3 separate regions of the Pan troglodytes genome follow, and all the other regions are linked to region 1. A link is a contact called in public Hi-C data. All regions are on one chromosome and are shown on one strand. The core of a region is the stretch at or near the end of the contact, and the rest is flanking DNA. Distances in the headings are between cores, read along the strand shown. Region 1 has its middle 260 kb from the start of CXCR4. Region 2 holds the start of DARS1 (aspartyl-tRNA synthetase 1). Region 3 holds the start of CXCR4 (C-X-C motif chemokine receptor 4).

Evidence for each region. A called contact is a pair of places that touch in the nucleus more often than the background predicts.
Region 2: a Hi-C map of stem cell-derived neural progenitor cells shows a contact between it and region 1, with 3 times the contacts expected there. The contact joins the promoter of DARS1 here to the enhancer-like site in region 1. A contact is called at or near these places in 1 of 7 Hi-C or Micro-C datasets (stem cell-derived neural progenitor cells) and 1 of 1 datasets of contacts at active chromatin or transcription factors (stem cell-derived excitatory neurons).
Region 3: a contact with region 1 is called in a Hi-C map of stem cell-derived neural progenitor cells, with 9 times the contacts expected there. The contact joins the promoter of CXCR4 here to the enhancer-like site in region 1. A contact is called at or near these places in 1 of 7 Hi-C or Micro-C datasets (stem cell-derived neural progenitor cells), 1 of 1 datasets of contacts at active chromatin or transcription factors (stem cell-derived excitatory neurons) and 1 of 1 other capture datasets (stem cell-derived neural stem cells).

The regions. Positions count from the first base shown.
Region 1 is chr13:38,419,091-38,423,025 of NHGRI_mPanTro3-v2.0_pri, forward strand. No RefSeq gene overlaps it. Among named protein-coding and RNA genes, the nearest start is that of CXCR4, 260 kb to the left of the region's middle. Within about 2 kb of position 1,826, at least 2 of the 24 cell types and tissues checked have an H3K27ac peak or open chromatin away from gene starts, as enhancers often do. A contact at or near this core is called in stem cell-derived neural progenitor cells and stem cell-derived neural stem cells, where this site is marked.
Region 2 is chr13:38,026,002-38,029,936 of NHGRI_mPanTro3-v2.0_pri, forward strand. It overlaps DARS1 (aspartyl-tRNA synthetase 1), which reads right to left and starts at 2,152. Exons shown (of 16, transcript XM_001155169.7): 1 at 1,943-2,152. The coding sequence starts at 2,008. LOC107973777 (a long non-coding RNA gene) reads left to right here and starts at 1,923. Exons shown (of 3, transcript XR_001716208.3): 1 at 1,923-2,056.
Region 3 is chr13:38,159,149-38,163,083 of NHGRI_mPanTro3-v2.0_pri, forward strand. It overlaps CXCR4 (C-X-C motif chemokine receptor 4), which reads right to left and starts at 1,967. Exons shown (of 2, transcript NM_001009047.1): 1 at 1,925-1,967. The coding sequence starts at 1,939.

The DNA of each region.
Region 1 (3,935 bases), core at 576-3,075:
ATTACAAAGAGTCATACAGAAACTTTCAAGGGGGATGGATTGTTTACTATCTTGATTGTAGTGATGGTTTCATGGGTGTATACCTATGTGAAAACTTAGCAAATTGTTCAGTTAAAGTATATGCAGTTTACTGCAGTCCAATGATACTTCAAGAAGGCTACTTAAAAATAGGGTGATAGCACGTTAGAAAAGGCATGTTCAGACTGCCATCAGTAGACAGTACCTGGGAGTATCTCTTGACTCAAACTAACCAGTGGTCAGGGAGAGGGGAGGATGGATCTGAGATTTGAAATTTGAATGCAGGTTATTCAAGGAAAAAGGAGTGAGGAAGGGCAGGAGGGGTGGAGGCTTCTCCATGTTGGGGCTATAACAAATGCCAAGGTCCAAGCGTGTCAGAGTGTGGTGTGTTCAGAGACCTGCCAGTGGCTTGGTATGATGGAAACATAGGATGCTTATGAGCAGGAGAGAAGAGAAGAAAAAAGGAGAAGAGAGAAGAGGGGAGAGGCAGGAAATGACTGTCTCAGATCTCTTTCCATCTCTGGGTTTATGAAATTCTCATTATATGTCACTTACTTGTGTCACCAACTTGTCCAGGCATGCCCAACCCTGCATACAAAATGAGATCAGAACTCCATTTATGTACAAATTACAACGGTACCACTCTCTAAGTCCCTTCCTGCCCAAAGTATGCCCTAGTTATTTGGCAAAATCCCCGAATGGGGCCTCATATGTTCTGGAAACAGTCTGCCATGTTCTGTTCTTCCTTCTCAGCTCATACTTTTTGCTGTCTACTACTCAGGAAGCTGATTGACAGAGCTGCAATGATTTTCCTGTTCAAAGTGCCTGCTGGGAGTACTCCAGAGTTCATGTCAAGATGCATGAAATGCTGGGTGGGCCCAAAGCTTCCAGTTTCAGGTACCAGAGCATGGAGACAATCTTGTCACAGATCTGCATTGTGTTAGGCTAGCTAAGTGAGAATTACCCTTTGGAGAATTCCCTTTTCTCTATAGGTCCAGGATAGCATTGCTCACGAGAGATATTTTGCGTGAGATCTGTAATGCAGGAGTAAAGCATCAATAGTGTTTTTTCACTGCTGATCAGTGTAGGTGCCATGGCAGCCTGCCCACGTTTGTCACTGATCAGCTGTCTCGCTGGGGTGACTCTCACCAATCTCCTGCTTCTTTGAGTCCTTGGCCAGGTGTGTGTGCAGCTTTGTGGTGAAGGGGCTGGCATCCTGCAGCTCAGCCAAGGCATCGCATTGAGGCTGAAGGTGATAGATGCAAGTCCCACTTCATCCTTGTGGGCTTCAGTTTGTCCTTGCTCTTGTCAACAACCAGCTTTGCTTTGTGACTGCCAATCCAGCTGACCTACAGCAACTTCAAGGTCAACACTAGACACAGAGGGACCAGGCTGCACAGAAGGGTCTCTCACCTCCCCCAATATAATAAATCCCTTATTTTATATCGCTCACAGTGGTTCCTCTTCCCTGAACCCTGACTAATTCAGGTTTCCTGCTCACCTTTGTGCCACCTGGATCTAGGAGCAGCTCTGCTTCCCTAAAACATTTGTAAAAGCTTCTCATGAAAGCCACATCTCCGAAGTCTGACAACCCACCCTTCCACACAGAGACTCAAACCCCAGGTCTGGTTGTGGGGAGGTGCCAATACAAACCTTGCAATTTACTCACTTTTACCAACCCCACCCCAACCAAATGCCTTCCTCCTCTTTCAGTTAATAAAAACAAAAGCTCGCTGCACTTCCATGGGTGTGAACAGATGTTCTGTGTGGGCGTGAGTGCTGGTCCCCACCAGCTGCCTCAGGGCCTTGCTGCCCCAACAGCCCCCAGTGCCCTCCGAGACGTGATTAACTCCTCCCTGAGTCTTTGATTCTTCCGTTCAAAGAGTTCTGGCAACTTGACCCTTTGCTCATATGTCTTTGTTTTCACTCATTTCCTTTCCCGGCTGCTTTGCCAGGACTCTGGGATGGATTACAAGGCCTTGGTGAGGATCTATCTGACGGGAGTAGTGCACAGCGACAGACAGGAATATTGGCCTTTGTCTGCCATGCAATCCTATATCTGGTAAATGTGATTTACAAGGCCCACAGAAAATGAGAAAATGCTTTTTATTATTGTTTTAGAGATGAGATCTTTGCTCTGCTATCAGGCTGGAGTGCAGTGGCGTGATCATAGCTCGCTACAGCCTCAACCTCAAGCAATCCTCCTGCCTCAGCCTTCTGAGTAGCTAGGACTACAGGTGTGCACTACTATATCTGGCAAAAATTTTTTTTTAAATGGCAGGGTCTTGCTATGTTGCCTAAGCGGGTGCTGGTCTTGAACTCTTGGCCTCAAGCCATCTTCCTGGCTGAGCCTCCCAAAACATTGGGATTACAGGCATGAGAGCCACTGAGCCCTGCTGAAAGTGAGAAAATTCTAAAGGCTAGAACAGGATGAACTAGTAATAGAGGACTTAAGTTTGAATCTGCCTGTATGAGTCTCTCGGACTGTGGGCACGTCTCTTGCTGTCCCTTCTCTGTAAAGAAGAGCCTGGAGAGTTTTAAGATTTCCCTCCTACTGCTCCCATGGGACATTCTGAATATGATGAGAAAGTGCTCTGAGGTCTGAAAAGCAGTGTTGCCTAGTGCAGCTGTTTCTAAACCTCACTGGAACCCCCTCAGTTGGGTTACTATTCCTACACATATGCTAGAAACCAACTTTCTAGCTCTGCCACCTCCTTTCCAAAATTTTAAAATCAGTAGGTGGAAAGTGATATGGCATCTGTACTTTAAAAACCAAAATAAGACCGTGGGTGATTCTGTTGATCAGCTGAGCGTGGAAACAACTGGTCTAGTGAACAGTAGATGAAGAAAAGGGTCTTACAAAGTTTAGGGGTTCTGTCTATAAGGCCAAGAAAAACGGAAGCAATTATTCAGATAATCTCAGCACAAAACCACAGTTTCATTGGAATTGCGGGAATCATGAGTATCAGTTTCTGAGATACTTGGGTGGAAAGTATGTGGGTGGAGCCCAAATCTTATGTATTTAAATTCAGATCAAGCCTGTAGTAAAGATGACAGCGGTGGGAGATTGAGCAGAGAGGGGAGAATGGCATTTTCTGAATTCTCATTGTGCCACCATACATTCTGGATGTGTTGGGAGCCCCTTCATTTCACAGATGCTTGTTGCTAGTAAGTACTATTGTAGCTCACAAACCATGAGTCGCCACGTTTGACATGGGAAAATGATGCTTGCTATTTATTTATAATACAACATGTTTTGACTAACCATCAGAGAATATATTTTGAGGTAACTTTCCACTTTGCTTAGGATATAACATTTTTAATGCATCTTTCAGTGGATATCTATTTTTAGGTCACCATTAGTTGCCTTGTAAGTGAGATGGCCACATATTCACAGATATTTGGGGAGGCCCACAGATTTATTATTCTGCCTCATTGTCTTGTTGGTACCATATGACCAGTTAGCCTCTTGTTTCCTCATTTGAGTGTGGGAAACGGCTCTGTCTTTAGAGACTAAATGGAATGCATGTAATCTTGTTTAGGGTCATTGTTCCCGGGTCTGAGTTTACTAGATGGAGAATTTCTTCAATGCCAGGTTTCCCAGGAGGAAAATGAGCCTATTTTGGTTCCATCAAATGCATCAGTTCGCTGCTCTGGGTATCATCTGAAGAGCAAGAGGAGTCTGGGGGCCAGTATTGCATTTCATGTGAATGCTGGCTGAGTACTGCCATCTTGTGGCTGGGCAAACCCTAAAGCCTACCAGGGACCTTGGAGCAACCTTACAAAAAGAAACCAGACATCAAGAACCCATGTTCTCTACCTGCATGGAAGAAAAAAATTGACCATGAATCCCTAACAACAGTGCCATCCCTCCTTTCCTAGCTCTTGAATAAGTAACTGCTCTCTTATTAAGAGAG
Region 2 (3,935 bases), core at 902-3,401, 390 kb before region 1:
AAAAAAGTTTTTTGCATCGTGACTTTTTATGTAAACACTAAGAGCACAGTAAACACATAAATACTAATAATAGAATATAAAAATGAATTTAACTTTCAGGATCATTTTATTAATTCAGAAAGTCAGTAGTTTCATAATGTGGAAATCTGTCATTCATTTACATATGTACTCTACAGAAAACAGAAAAGTACTGTTTCTGGTTAGTTTGTTTTAAAGATCACCACTCCTAGATGGATTTACCATACTTAATAACATTCTCAGATAAAATTTACACATATGTACAACACATCTTAACTACCTTCTTCAAAAAGATGAAACTACTTCAAAGCAGGGACATAAATTTCCTCTGTGAAGGGAGTAGGATGAAGTACCACAGTTTTATTAACTTCCTATTACAGGAAGAAATGTTCAAAGAGAACCAACGTTTTGGGTAAGCTTTCTGAGCACCAGATGTCCACAGTTTTTAGAAACTGGAGATGCTGGGTATAAGCTAACTACAACTTTCCTTTTGTAAAACATCATCAAAAAATTCACCAGCTTCCTGTTTCTAAAAACCAGCTTCAGGATACCAGGTTACAGGAGTTTGACACTGACAATATAATAATATCAAATTTCTTGTTACAGATTAGAGTTAGGAACAGGAAACAGAAGACCTAGGGTCCAATCTGTTAACAAAATATACTTATTAAATAGATAAGTGGCCTTTATTTCAATCTTACTTTACCTCTAAAATGATCTAAGATTCTTCTAGCTATAAAATGGCATAACTCTGCCACAATGTCTACCTTGTATCTAGACCTATACTATCTGTAAGGGTACACTGATAGTTTATGTAATTAAGCAGATTAAGGGTACACAAAAATAATTGCCCTAGTTTTTACAAGGTAACTTAAGATCTGTATGAAACAATTAAGTTTCTGTCACTTTACAGCTACCTGTTGGAATCCTCTCCTTTAGAGCAGGAGGGTGCTGGATTTTGTGTTTACACCAAAATAAAACCAGACATGTTTAAGGCGCTTACTGAACAATTTAAAGAAAAAGATAACCCTGGCCAGAGTAGAGAGATACAGTCACACAATGAAGCCTGAGGGCAACAGAAGGAGATTAAATTGTGTGAAGGACAAAAAAGTTGCATTCATAATTAGTACTATTAATATTTCAGTGACTCTTCCTCATTTAGTATTCTAAGATGACCTATTTCTCATGTTGCTTACCACAAACTCAGAACTCCTTATAGAAAAATTAGGGAGCCAGACGGAAATTAAGGCTTAACAGTACTACAGCACACATAACTTGTAGGATGGTTTCAAACTTTGATTTCTGAAAAGCACCGAAGGATCACTGGGTGTTATGAATTATCCACGTGATTTGGGGTCACTTCACCTCAAATGCATTCTCGGTAACTCCTATTACCTACCTTACCGGGTCACTGAGAGGGAGAAAGTAAATAAAAATGACATGTGTTCTTTAAAGCTGTCACATGGGAAATGGTCATTAAACATATTGGCAGATGGTTTTGCTAAGTACTGTCATTACTTGCTAAAGCATTAGGAACACGAGGGCTGAGTACATATCGATTACTAGTGCTTATTAAAATTTTCCCAGGGATTGTGCATTACGTGCAGGACGTGCCTAACCCAGAGAGACTCAAGTGTGACGCCGCGCTCCTACTTCCGGGGCGGCTGGTTCTTCCCGTCCTCCCCACCCCGGGGACACGCTTCTAGTAGGCCAAACTCCCAGGTGACCCCCGCAAGAAACGCGGTCCGGAGAGGGTCTGGCCCCACTGCTGGGGCAAGGGCTCTAGGCGCCCGGACCCCACGCCCGCAGCCTGCGTAGAACGTGCCGACAAGGACCTGGAGGGCCCCACTCCCCCTCCTCCCTCCCTCGGCGCAGCCCGGCCCAGGGGTCTGTCCTCCCAGGCCCGGGAAAGGAGGAAACCCACTTCCGCCGCGTCCATGATCTCCCGCGGCTTCTCCTGACTCTTGCGGCTGGCGCTGGCGCTGGGCATCGGGACACGGAACTGGGCAGTGGACACCACCCTCCCTCGCAGGCTTCCGTAAGGCAGGCCAAAGGGGCTTCTCCCTCCCTCCCAGTCTCCGCCCTCCCGACCCTCGGGTCTCGGCACACGCGCTCGGACTCCGCGTGGAGGGGCGGCTCCAGAAAGATCGCGAGAGCTGCGGCTATCTCGAGATCCCGGAGCGCTGGCGGCCGCGCGCAGGGTCTCCTCCCACTCTTGCCCCGCCCCTCCGGGAGTTTTCCCGGAGTTGGAGGGAATTCGCGGTAGTTTCGCTGGATTGGCTCTGGGGGCGGGGGCGGGGGCGGGGTTACCAGGTGGCTGGCTGTAGACCTGGGCGAATGCCAGCTCTCTTCAGCTTCGTCCCAACTGCGACTTCTGCTCCATTCTTCTAACAGCCCTTTCAACTCCGCTCGGCTGTAACCGCAGACTCGTCACTAAAACACCCACCTAAGCGCGGGCCTTGGTTTCTCCTCTCTTGGACTTTCCCGCCTTCTCTCTTCCCCTGGGCGACGTAGCTGCTTGGGGACGGAGGAGGCCTCTTCGCAATCCATTGCCCTGCTTGTTGGGACAGAGGAGTGCAGTTGGCTTGCCAAGGCAGCATGGGTTACCAGTCCCTGTGTAAGTGAGGTGTAAATACAGTGGCAACGACAACAAGAAACGCATACAATTGCATTGATTGCCTGGATCTGTTGCAGTGTTAGGGACAGTGCATAGTGTTGGTTGCCCAATGGGCGAATATCCCCAAGTTAGGCTTTTTTAAAAAACTGATTTTTTAAAAAAGCTATCATTCATGAGTTTTGAATCGAAATTGAAAATAATTTGGAGATTTGGTTTAATACTGTTTCCCCTGCCAGAGTTTGCACTCCGTCGTTTCAACTGACTTGGTAGTGTCTTAGTCTGGCACAAAGTGTTAAGGGGTGCACATAGATCCCAGCGCAAGTGAAAGGCTGTCTCTGGAGGCTCCCCCATGGAGTAGTGAGAAGACAGCCATGGTCCTTGCTTGCCTGTAGCTTTCCTTCTAATTGCAGGTGGTATGAAATTTTATTCCCTATTTAATTGATCAAAGATTATTTACAAACATCTACTTTGTGCCAGGCATTCTATCAGGTGCTGGCAAAAAAAAGATAAGTCCTAGTTCCTGTTCTTAATATTACACAGGTACCTAGGCTGATAGATGCGCCATCTTGATACATGCTTCCATTATTACAGAGTCAGGAAGATAATTTAGCTCTTAAAATGGCTGCCTGGAAGTGACACATTTCACATTCTCCTAGTTTATTGGCGAGAACAAGTCACATCGTCATTCCTGAGTTCATGGGGGCAGGAGAATTTACTTATTCCTTGGGGAGCAACACTGAATATTCATGATCAGTATCACATTCCGTTAAAAAAGGCATCCCATTATACTCATGGGATTCGAATACAGAAGGGGGTCTGTGAAGTTGCTTCATCTTGGAATTTTTTTTAAAACTTGGATTGCCTCAATCAGGTATAGTCCTAATGTATGGACTGGTTATCAGAAATCTGAATACAAATCCCATCTATTATCCCTTTGCTAGGGTAGCGATCTTACCTTTCCATCTGTCCATGAGGCCTGTCCATGTACTTCTTTCTTACTTTGGCCCCATTGCCTTGATAAAAGTATTCTTATTTAGTCCTGGAATAAGACTGTAAATATATATTCTTGTTTCTGGCCTCCTTTCCTGATAGTGATAGAAAAGAAGCATTTGCCAGATCAGTGGCCACATGTCATATGCCTGAGGTCTTAAGAATCTGCTGTAGTAAAGATACCACAGCTGCAACTGAGGCTGTGACTTGATTGAACTTGCAGTAGTCTACTGTCAAGTTCCTGAATTTGTCTGGTTTTTGCTGGAGCCACACCGGTGACAATAGGAATGTGATGGAGACTACCAACCAT
Region 3 (3,935 bases), core at 717-3,216, 260 kb before region 1:
CCTTCTTTGGTAGAACCAATTACAAAATTCTTTGTTTAGAACAAAAGGGCACTGAGATGCTGAGGGTTTCAAAGTCACATCTTGGCTAACTCCTCTGCCCCGCCCACTAGAGGGAAGAAAAAAAACCTTCCTTAGGAAAAAAAAAAACACACACAAAGAGGCCACTCCCAGGCGGCGTGGGGGGTGGGGTGGGTGCTGCGAGGAGGGGCAGTGATTAACTTTTTGTAAGAAGTTTTTCTCCCAGGGAGGGAAGAGGGGAGAAGGGAGGATCACGGGGGGAGGGCGGGGGCGTTGCAAAGACTCATTCTCCTAAGGCGCAAAAACTTAATTTTCCCACGCCTGCCTAAACACAAACCATTCTGGGCTTCAAGCAACTTGTAGTGGGTAAAGAGAATGCGGTCTTAAAACGAAGGCCCTTCGGTGCTTGGGGTATATTGGGCGGGAGTGCCAGAAAATGAACAAACGGCACCTCCTCCCCCAAGCGGGCGCTCCTCCGGGGTGTGGGTCTCTTGCCATCCTCGTGTTTATCACTTGGCGCGTTTGGGACGTTAAGGAGCGGGGCATTTTCCTGGGTGGAGAAGGTAACGGGGTCTGCACCCGTGGTCCTCGCCCCAAGTTTCATTTCCTCACTCTCCCGGGTGGCTTCCCATTACCCCGCCACTGATCCAGTTAACCCGGCCGGAGGTGGGCAGCTGGAAGCCTCCAGGCGGTGGGCACGCGGGGGGCCCGGTCGTCCAGCCCCGGGCCGCCGCGGCTGCCCACCACACCCACGCCAACCGCCCGCAAGCAGCGCTGCAGGGGCTCCGCTGGGCGACACGCCAGGCTCTGTCCCACAGGGTGCTGGGGAGCGACTGGGCGGCTCCGCCGCGAGCGTCTTTGAATTGCGCGCCGCTGCAGGAAACCAAAAACTCCCTAGCAAGAGGGTTTCAAAAGGTTTCTGGAAACCACCGACGGTTAAACATCACAACTGGACTCGGAGAGAGCCAAACGGTTTCCCCACTTGCACCTGCCCGTCTTCGCGGCGGCGACCTGGCAGCCCAGGTGCGGTCTTAACCGCCCCCGCCCCCCACCCCGTACCCGCTCCTGTCCCCGGAGCGCAAATCTCAGGGCTGGCAGCTGCGCGGTGTCAAAGGGGAGGTCAAACCACTCCGCTGACCTCTGCACGATCCCAAACTCTCGAACTGCAGGACCCACTCGCGGCCGTGGGGAAGAGGCGCGCTTCGGACGGCGGGAAGGTTTCCCCCTCAAACCCAAAGCGCGCGGGCGGATCAACTCCTAGCTGCTGCCACGACTCGATCCCCTCAGAGGATCGGCGCGGTGGGTCCATCCGCCTCTCCCGCCCTCTGCCTACTGTGCTGGGAGACTGGCACAGCTCCGTCGGCCGCACAGAGTTTAACAAACACGCACCCAATGTCAGGAACAGTCACCAGGCGCTTATCCCCGAAGTTAAAGCGGGCGCAATCTCCTCCTGGGAACTCAGCCCAGGCACGCCGCCCTCCGCCTCTAAATTCAGAGAATGTAACTCGCTCCAAGACATCCCCGTTTCCCCAAGGAAGAGACCGGTGGTCTGAGTCCCGAGACAGCGCGCACGCCTTCTCTGCACTTGTGCACAGAATGTTCTTATGTTTGCAAACAGCGTGCAAGCCGCCGCGCGCGGCGGGACTCAAGGGGGAGACACATGCAGCCATTGGAACGCTCTTTCCAGTCGTTTCTCCTCGACTTACAGAGAAAAAGATTCCAATCCTGCTCCCCCCCCACCCCCCCGCACTATATAGGCATGGTCAAGAAAACTCCTTTCGGTGACCCTTTTTTGGAGTACGGATACCTCCAATGTCCTGGCCGCTTCTGCCCGCTCGGAGAGGGGCTGCGCTGTAAGTTCAAACGTTTGTACATTTATGACAAAGCAGGTTGAAACTGGACTTACACTGATCCCCTCCATGGTAACCGCTGGTTCTCCAGATGCGGTGGCTACTGGAGCACTCAGGCCCTTGGCGTCACTTTGCTACCTGCTGCCGCAGCCAACAAACTTAAGTTTCTGGCCGGGGCCGGACTTTTATAAAAACACGCTCCGAGCGCGGCGCATGCGCCGCTGGGGCGGGGAGGGAGAAGGCGGGGTGGGGGAGAGGGGCAGACGCAAGGAAGGAGGGCGCAGGGGCGGGGCGGAGAGGTGCGCGGCTTGGGAAGCCCAGGGGACCCTGCTGTTTGCGGGTGGTCGGTAGTGAGTCCGGAGCCGGACAGGACCTCCCAGAGGCATTTCCTAAGTTTGAGGGAAGCGGGATGCGCCTGAAGACAGGTGGGAAGCGCGGGCTAGGAACGCGTCTCTCTGTGGCGCGTCCATCCTTGCTAAAGTGGATGGAATTCCAGACCTGGGAATGCTACAGTAGAGACACTGAGGCCCAGGGAAGGGGAGTGACTTGCTGGAGTAACCCAACCAGTAGGCGGCAATGCTGGAAGTAGGGCCAAGCTTCCAACGCCATTCCCCGCGCTTTCAGCACACGCAACCCATTCAGGAGGTAAAATGAGTAAAGATCCTTCCTTCGGAGGATGTAGCTATACGTGCACATTCACAGCATCACTAGGGTCAGGTGCAGATAATTAGGAGATACTTTCAGAAGAAGGTAGGATTTGGCATAATTCTGGAGACTGATCAGATGTAGATGTGTATTGCTCAGTAATTTCATAATAGCGGTAACCAATTCGCGAATAGTGCTTTATTATCCTAAAAGTATGCTTTATTATAAGAGTAATTTAGCGACCAGTACTTTTTGTAACAGATCACTAGGAACTTGCACAGAATCACTCATTCATTCTCACAACACCGTGTGGGTATTGCCATCACAGAGATGCATTTAGTCAGATATTTATAGAAGGACGAACTGCGTGCCACGCACTGTTCTAGGCGTTGGGGATCCAGCGTGAACCAGACAAGGCCCGCATTCGGAGAAACCAGCAAATAAGCCCGGAGAGATGAAATGCCAGGGATGGGCAGGGATTCCAAGCCGGGCTTGAACCCAGGTCTTCGGTCCCCATACTCGGCGTCTTCCACGATTTTGAGCAGAGGACAAGCTTTGGCACGAATCAGAAATTAGGTTGAAGAACTGGGCGGGGCGGAGTGGGGGTGGGGGTCAGACGTTTAAAGCGATCCCAGACTGGCTGAGGTTTGCAGTGGGCGCGCAGACAGTGCTTTCCCCCTCGCGCCACTTCCCGCCGGCGCGGAGACTGGGTGGGGCGGGGGAGCGAGTGTGGGGCGGGGCCGAGAAACTGCGTCCGCAGGCGGGGTGGCCGCTGCGGAGATAGCTGGGACCGAGGCGCGTGCGTCGCGACACGGACCCCAGAGGCCCCCCCACCCCGAAATGGTCCCGAGGAGAGGAATTGCCCAGACTGCACTCTACACACGACCCCTCTTTTCTATATCAAAAGAGGAAACATTTCAGTCTGAGTGTTCCAGAGGTAGTTCGGAGGCAGGGAACCTTTTCTCTACAGAGCATGACTTTCCCTCTTTGTCTGGGACCCCTCCCTAATGCTGGTGGTTAAAGGTTCTCATCTACTCTGCACTTTCACTGACACGGGAAAGATGATATCCGGGCCGGGAGATGGGACTCTCAGAAACGAACGAGTTAGGACACAGACTAATGGCCAGATAAAATCAATTCTAATATTACATTTGTAGAATTAAAAAAAAAAAAAAAGAAACTCCAGGTTCTTGGAGGGTGGTGGCTGGAAGAGGTTTCGGAAGCTCCACGCCCCTTCTCACAGGCCTTGCATTACGTATTTCTTCATCTGTATCCTTTATAATATCCTTTATAATAAACGATAACGGTAAGAAATAAAAATGAAAATAAAACCGTAAAAACACTTTTACTTTTTTCGAATCTTTAATAAAACTTAAGGATCTTCATATTTTTATAGACACGGTAGATCCTATCTACTGAAGG